Regions from separate parts of the Sus scrofa genome. Here region 1 is linked to region 2. The links are chromatin contacts, called in public Hi-C maps. All regions are on one chromosome and are shown on one strand. The core of a region is the stretch at or near the end of the contact, and the rest is flanking DNA. Distances in the headings are between cores, read along the strand shown. Region 1 holds the start of MRPL4 (39S ribosomal protein L4, mitochondrial). Region 2 holds the start of EIF3G (eukaryotic translation initiation factor 3 subunit G).

The links. Hi-C and Micro-C count contacts between places; a contact is called where the count stands out from the background.
Region 1: a Hi-C map of fetal skeletal muscle shows a contact between it and region 2, with 2.9 times the contacts expected there. The contact joins the promoter of MRPL4 here to the promoter of EIF3G in region 2. A contact is called at or near these places in 2 of 5 promoter capture datasets (fetal skeletal muscle and liver), 21 of 47 Hi-C or Micro-C datasets (alveolar macrophages, blood, embryonic fibroblasts and 14 more) and 2 of 2 datasets of contacts at active chromatin or transcription factors (alveolar macrophages and skeletal muscle).

The regions. Positions count from the first base shown.
Region 1 is chr2:69,062,426-69,065,506 of Sscrofa11.1, forward strand. MRPL4 (39S ribosomal protein L4, mitochondrial) reads left to right here and starts at 1,254. Exons shown (of 11, transcript XM_005654855.3): 1 at 1,254-1,351.
Region 2 is chr2:68,968,670-68,971,957 of Sscrofa11.1, forward strand. It overlaps EIF3G (eukaryotic translation initiation factor 3 subunit G), which reads right to left and starts at 1,979. Exons shown (of 11, transcript XM_021083783.1): 1 at 1,867-1,979; 2 at 1,680-1,726; 3 at 1,053-1,136; 4 at 856-944; 5 at 636-695. The coding sequence starts at 1,886.

The DNA.
Region 1 (3,081 bases), core at 4-2,503, 93 kb after region 2:
AGCACAGGGAATTCCACTTGATATTCTATGGTAACCTATGCGGGAAAAGAATTTGAAAAAGAACGGATAGGAATTCCCATTGGGGCGAGTAGAAATGAATCCGACTAGGAACCATGAGGTTGTGGGTTCCATACCTGGCCTCACTCAGTGGGTTAAGGATCCAGCATTGCTGTGAGCTCTGGTGTAAGTCACAGATGCAGTTCAGATCTGATGTTGCTGTGGCTGTGGTGTAGGCCGGCAGCTGTAGCTCTGATTCAACCCCTAAGCTGGGAACTTCCATATGCCTAAGGTACGGCCCTAAAAAGCAAAAAAAAAAAAAAAAGAAATTTCAATTAAAAAAAAGAAAAAGAAGGAAAAGAGAAAGAATGGATATATGTATATGTATAACTGAGTCACTTTGCTGTACACCTGAAACTAACATTGTAAATCAACTATATTATAAAATAAAAATTAAATGAAAAATAATTATTATAGAATTCTCTGATGGCTCATTGTATTAAGGATACAGCACTGAATTTCCCTCATGGCACAATGCAATTGGTGGCGTTCCTGCAGCACCAGGATGCAGATTCGATTCCCAGCCCTGTCCTGTGGGTTAAATAAAGGATCCAGCATTGCTGCAGCTTCGGGGTAGGTCACAACTGTGGCTTGAATCTGATCCCTGGCCTAGGAACCCTCTGCCCCCCAAAAAAAAGAATTATTATATTAATGCTACATATATGCACGCAGCATACACATTCATATAATGCCATGTATAATGTTCTGTACTAGCTCTGGTGATGCCTCATTGGTTTCTGCCATCTAAAACTGATAGTCTGAAGGAGGAGACAGAAGAAATGAGACAGTTCTTCGGTGGGAAGATAAGAAAAGCCAAAGAGTGACTTCACTCCTTTTCCTGAGCCAGATTTCTGTCCACTCAGCTCCGGGCCAGATCCTGGGGTCCACTCAGACCTGAGCCAAACCTCACTGAATCCTCTGCCCAAATGAAGTGCGACTGTACAACCTTTAGAAGCCAGGTGTTCAACCCGCAGAGGACAAAACACTAAAAAAAACTGGGTCTTCTCCTCGCCGCGAGCTATCGGAGCGGAAATCTTAGCCCTCTGTGAGGACCTGAGGGAGGAAGTGGCCCCCCCATCTTGCCTTGGCTGGCTCAGCAGTTTGCCATCCCCTCAGGGACCTGGGGGTGGGGGTAATATTGAGGCTGCAGACATATCCGGCTGTCTGTCTGTTAGGGGGACCTCGGCTCCTAGACAAAGGTGATGTCCCGAGGGACACACAGATAACACCCACAAGCAACTTCCGCCTCTCCCCTCCACCTCCCACTTCTGGAGCAACGTGAGGTCTCCGCCAGGTCAGCAGAGGGTAACGGGCGGGAGATTTGGGAAACACTGGCCGAGACTCCCTGGGGGTCTGAGGGGCCAAGGGGAAAGCTGAGCCCTCCTAGGGGAGGGTCCCTGAGTGAGAGAACAGTGGAAGAGGAAGGAAACCGGGCCCTTTTCTTGGGGAGCTCCCAAGTAGGAGAAAAAGAAAAGGAAGAGGCTTGGACCAGCCTCCACTAATTACAGGGCCACTGACAGTAATGGCTAACGCGCAGCGACACAGACAGACCCGTGCCGGGTGCAGCTTCGTGAATCCTCACAGCCCTGGGAGGTGGGTATTATTAATCATCATCATCCCATTTTTTAAAATAGACTATTTTTTAGACCAGTTTTAGGTTCACCGCAAAATTGAGCAGAAAGTAGAGAGAAGTTCCTTATCCCCCCCCACCTCCTCACAGGCATAGCCTCCCCCACTGTCACTGTTAACATCCCCCACCAAAGTGGCATGTCTGTTACCACTAAGGAACTTACGCAGACACATCATTACCACCCCAAGTTCCTGGTTTACATTAGGGTTCACTCTCTATATTGTACATGCTGTGGGTTTGGACAAATGTATAAGGACGTGTACCCACCATTATGGTGTCCTGCAGAATAGCTGCACTGCTCTAAAAAGGCTTCAGAGGAGTTCCCTTTGTGGCTCGGCAGTTAATGAATCCAACTAGGATTCATGAGGATACAGGTTCTATCCCTGGCCTCGCTCACTGGGTTAAGGATCTGGTGTTGCCGTGAGCTGTGCTGTAATTGGCAGACTCGGCTCGAATCCCATGTGGCTGTGGCTGTGGTGCAGGACAGCAGCTGTAGCTTGGAATTGACCCCTAGCCTGGGAACCTCCACATGCCACAGGTACAGCTCTAAAAAGCAAAAAAGCAAAAACAAACAAACAGAAAAGCCTTTGTAGAGTTCCATGGTGGTCTAGTGGTTAAGGATTCAATGTGGTCACTGCCGTGGCTTGGGTTTGATTCCTGGCCTGGCAACTTAAAAAAATGAGAAGCTCTATTCATCTCCCCACCCCACCCCCCGCCCCCTTAATCACTGGCCACCACTGATCTATTTACTGTTCCCAAAGTTTTGCCTTTTCTTCATCACCCCATTTGATCTTTTTTCTTCTGTCTTTTGTCTTTTGAGGGCCGCACCTGCGGCATATGGAAGTTCCCAGGCTAGGGGTCTAATCGGAGCTGTAGCTGCCGGCCTATGCCACAGCCACAGCAACACCAGATCTGAGCCATGTCTGTGACCTACACCACAGCTCACGGCAATGCCAGATCCTTAACCCACTAAGCAAGGCCAGGGATCAAACCCGCAATCTCATGGTTACTAGTTGGGTTCATTAACCACTGAGCCACAACAGGAACTCCCTATCCCATTTGATTTTTATATTTATTTTTTGTCTTTTTAGGGTCCTGCTCTCAAAATATGGAAGTTCCAGGCTAGGGGTCAAATCAGAGCTATAGCCACCAGCCTATACCACAGCCACAGCAATGCTGGATCAGAGCTGCATCTTCAACCTACACACACAGCTTGCAGCAATGCTGGATCCTTAACACACTGGGTGAGGCCAGGGATTAAACCTGCGTCCTTTTAGATACTAGTTGTGTTCTCAACCCACTGAGCCACAACGGGAACTCCCATCATCCCATTTTAAAGATGAGAAAACTGAGGCACACAGTCGTGGTGGGATTTGAACTATAGCTCTCTGTCC
Region 2 (3,288 bases), core at 729-3,228:
AGGGGCCCAGAGCTAGCTAAGCAATCTGAACCCTAGCTGCCTCCTCCAGGAAAAGGGACCCCAATGGACCCCCACCTCCCTGGAATTCCAGGGGAACTGAATGGGAAAACGCTTCCTGCAAAGAGCTTGGGTCTAACGCAGAGAAAGCGCACAGGTAATTGTGCCAAATGTATTTACTGCCATGACTTTTTCTGCTACGACCATCTCAGGGGAGGACTTGGCTTTGTTTCTGCTGGCGGACAACCCCCCCTACTCCTGCACATGCTGGGCTTTTCAGGACCCCGACAGAGTGCAAACACCCTTAGGCCTCAGTTCCGCTCCAACAAAATTGGTACAGTTAAGGAGTTCCCATTATGGCTCAGCAGTATCCATGGCTTCGATTCCCAGCCTTGCGCAGTGGGTTAAGGACACGGCATCGCCCTGAGCTGTGGGTTAGGTCACAGGTGTGGCTACGATCACGAGTCGCTGTAGCTGTGGTGTAAGCTGGCAGCTGCAGCTCTGATTCAACCCGTAAACCGGGAACTTCCATATGCCCCGGGCATAGCCAAATAAATACAGGCACTGGGGAAAAGGATTCTTATTTTCTCTGAGTCAGCCCTGGGGGAGGCCCCAAGACAGGATGAGGAGGGTCTTACCTTCCTCCTTGCCACAGCCTTTGAGGCCTTCCGAGTCTCAATTCTGAAGGTGCGGACAATCTGTGGGTAGGAGAGGGGAGAAATTTGAGCTTCCTGCTCCTTAAGGTTCCGAGGGCCTGGGCCAGGGTATCTTCCTCATCAACCCACCCAGCACACACCACTTTCTCCTAGTCCAAGAGCCCCCAAGCAAAGGGCATCTACCTCCTCCCCCAACCTTCACCTTGAATTTCTTGCCGTCCTCATCTATCTTGTACTCGGTCACTGTCTTGATGTTTCCATTGATGACCTCCTTGGGAGGTGGCAGTGGAGCTGGGAGAGGGGGAGAGACAGAGGAACTGAGCCCTGGGTACTGGGGACCAGGCAGGAACTCTGCAGGGGAAGAGGCAACCCAGGGATGGCGGGGAGGTTGTCACTCACCTCCCGGTAGTAGTTCAGGCTCCGGGCTGGTATCCCCGGTGGCCAGAGGGATTCCCTTGAGGAGCTCGCTGGTGACACATTTGTCTGTGAGAGGGAGTGTGGGGAGCTGGGGTCAGCTGGGGGGTGGGGGAGCTCCCAAGCTGAAATGGAGGGACCTTTGGGATGATGCCCCTCCCGGGAGCTAAGAAAGGTGGGACCAAGGGTAGGGGACTAGCCAGGAAGTGTCCTGGGAGAGTCGTGCAGGGACATGGAGCTGACTGTAGTGACTTCCAGCAATGCCCGGCATAGAGGATCCCAGGCATGAAGGCAGGGGCGGGCCAAAGGCATCCCCGTGCTAGTACAAAGACAGGAGAGAGGCTGTGACAACTTCCTCCCCGGAGCAGGGGAGCAGCTAGGCTGGTACCAAGGACTTTGACGGTGGCATGGGAGGAAGAGGGACTGGCCGGTGAACAACTGTAATGGGAGATACAGGCTGGCCTGATGAGGATGGCGCGGGGCAGGGGCTGGCCGTGAAGGGAGATTCTGGGTCAGACAACGGCGCCAGGGTCGGGGTGGTGGGGTTGGAGCAGGCGGCAGTGACGGGCTGGGGGCTGGCTGCGGTGATCCTGGGCAACAGGGCAAACTCACCGTCCTCTCCCTCCTCCTCCACCTGGTCGGCCCAACTGGGCTTCGAACTGCGGGGACAAGTTTGCCGCGGGGGAAGGCTGGGTGAGACGAGGCCCGGATCCCACGGCCTCGGGGCACCCGAGCCCCATAATACGCCCTAGGACCCCCAATCTGCCTCCCAAGCCCCCCTCCACGACCTCATACTCACTCAAAGTCTCCGGTAGGCATAGCTAAAACCTTCCCCACGCAGCCCAAGCCTGGGCCAAAGACCGGAAGGTGGGGAGAACGAGACTTCCGGTTCTGCCGCCTAGAGCAGCCCGGCCGCTGCGCCCACAGTGCCGCCCTGTGGACAGAGGTAGAGGCGCTGGCTTATTAGAGGCTGGGCTCTGGTACTAGGTAGTTGAGTAGAGGCGCAGTTCTAACCATTTTTTTTTGGCCCCGCGGGTGGCGTATGGAAGTTTCCCCGGTCAGGTATCAAATCCCAGCCGCTGCTGTGACCAATGTCACAGCTGTAGCAAGTCCAGGTCCTTAACCAGCAACACCACAGCAAGAACTCATTTATCTTCTTTTTTTAATTAATGATTTTTATTTTTTCCATTATAGCTGGTTTATAGTGTTATGTCAATTTTCTACTGTACAACGAGGTGACCCAGTCACACATACATGTATACATTCTTTTTTCTCACATTATCATGCTCCATCATAAGTGACTAGATATAGTTCCCAGTGCTGTACAGCAGAATCTCATTGCTTATCCATTCCAAAGGCAATAGATTGCATCTATTAACTCCAAGTTCCCAGTACATTCCACTCCCTCCCCCTCCCCCTTGGTAACCCCAGTCTGTTCTCCATGTCCATGATTTTCTTTTCTGTGGAAACTTTCATTTGTGCCATATATTAGATTCCAGATACAAGGGATATTGTAGAGTATGTGTCTTTCTCTTTCTGACTTATTTCACTTGGTATGAGAGTCTCTAGTTCCATCCATGTTGCTGCAAATGGCATTATTTTGTTCTTTTTTATGGCCGAGTAGTATTCCATTGTGTATATATACCACATCTTCTTAATCCATATCTGTCGATGGACATCTAGGTTGTTTCCAAGTCTTGGCTATTGCAAATAGTGCTGCAATGAACATATGGGCGCATGTATCTTTTTCAAGGACAGTTTTCTCTGGATATGTGCCCAAGAGTTGGATTGCTGGGTCATATGGTAGTTCTATATATAGTTTTCTAATTCATTTACCTTTTAAAAAATTTAAAGTTATTAATAACAGGAGTTCCCATCATGGCTCAGTGGAAATGAATCTGACTAGAATCCATGAGGATGCAGGTTTGATCCCTGGCCTTGATCAGTGGGTTAAGGATGCAGCGTTGCTCTGAGCTGTGGTGTAGGTCACAGACGAGGCTCAGATCCTGTGTTACTGTGGCTGTGGCGTAGGCCAGCAGCTACAGCCATGATTCAGTCCCTAGCCTGGGAAACTCCATTTGCCACGGGTGTGGGTTAGGCCCTAAAATCTCCGTATGTTGCATGGTGGTGGATGCGACCCTAAAAAGACAAAAAAAAGTTATTAATAGCAATAAAGCTCAGTTATTGAATTCTGCGAGAACTGTGGAGAGAAAATTATTTC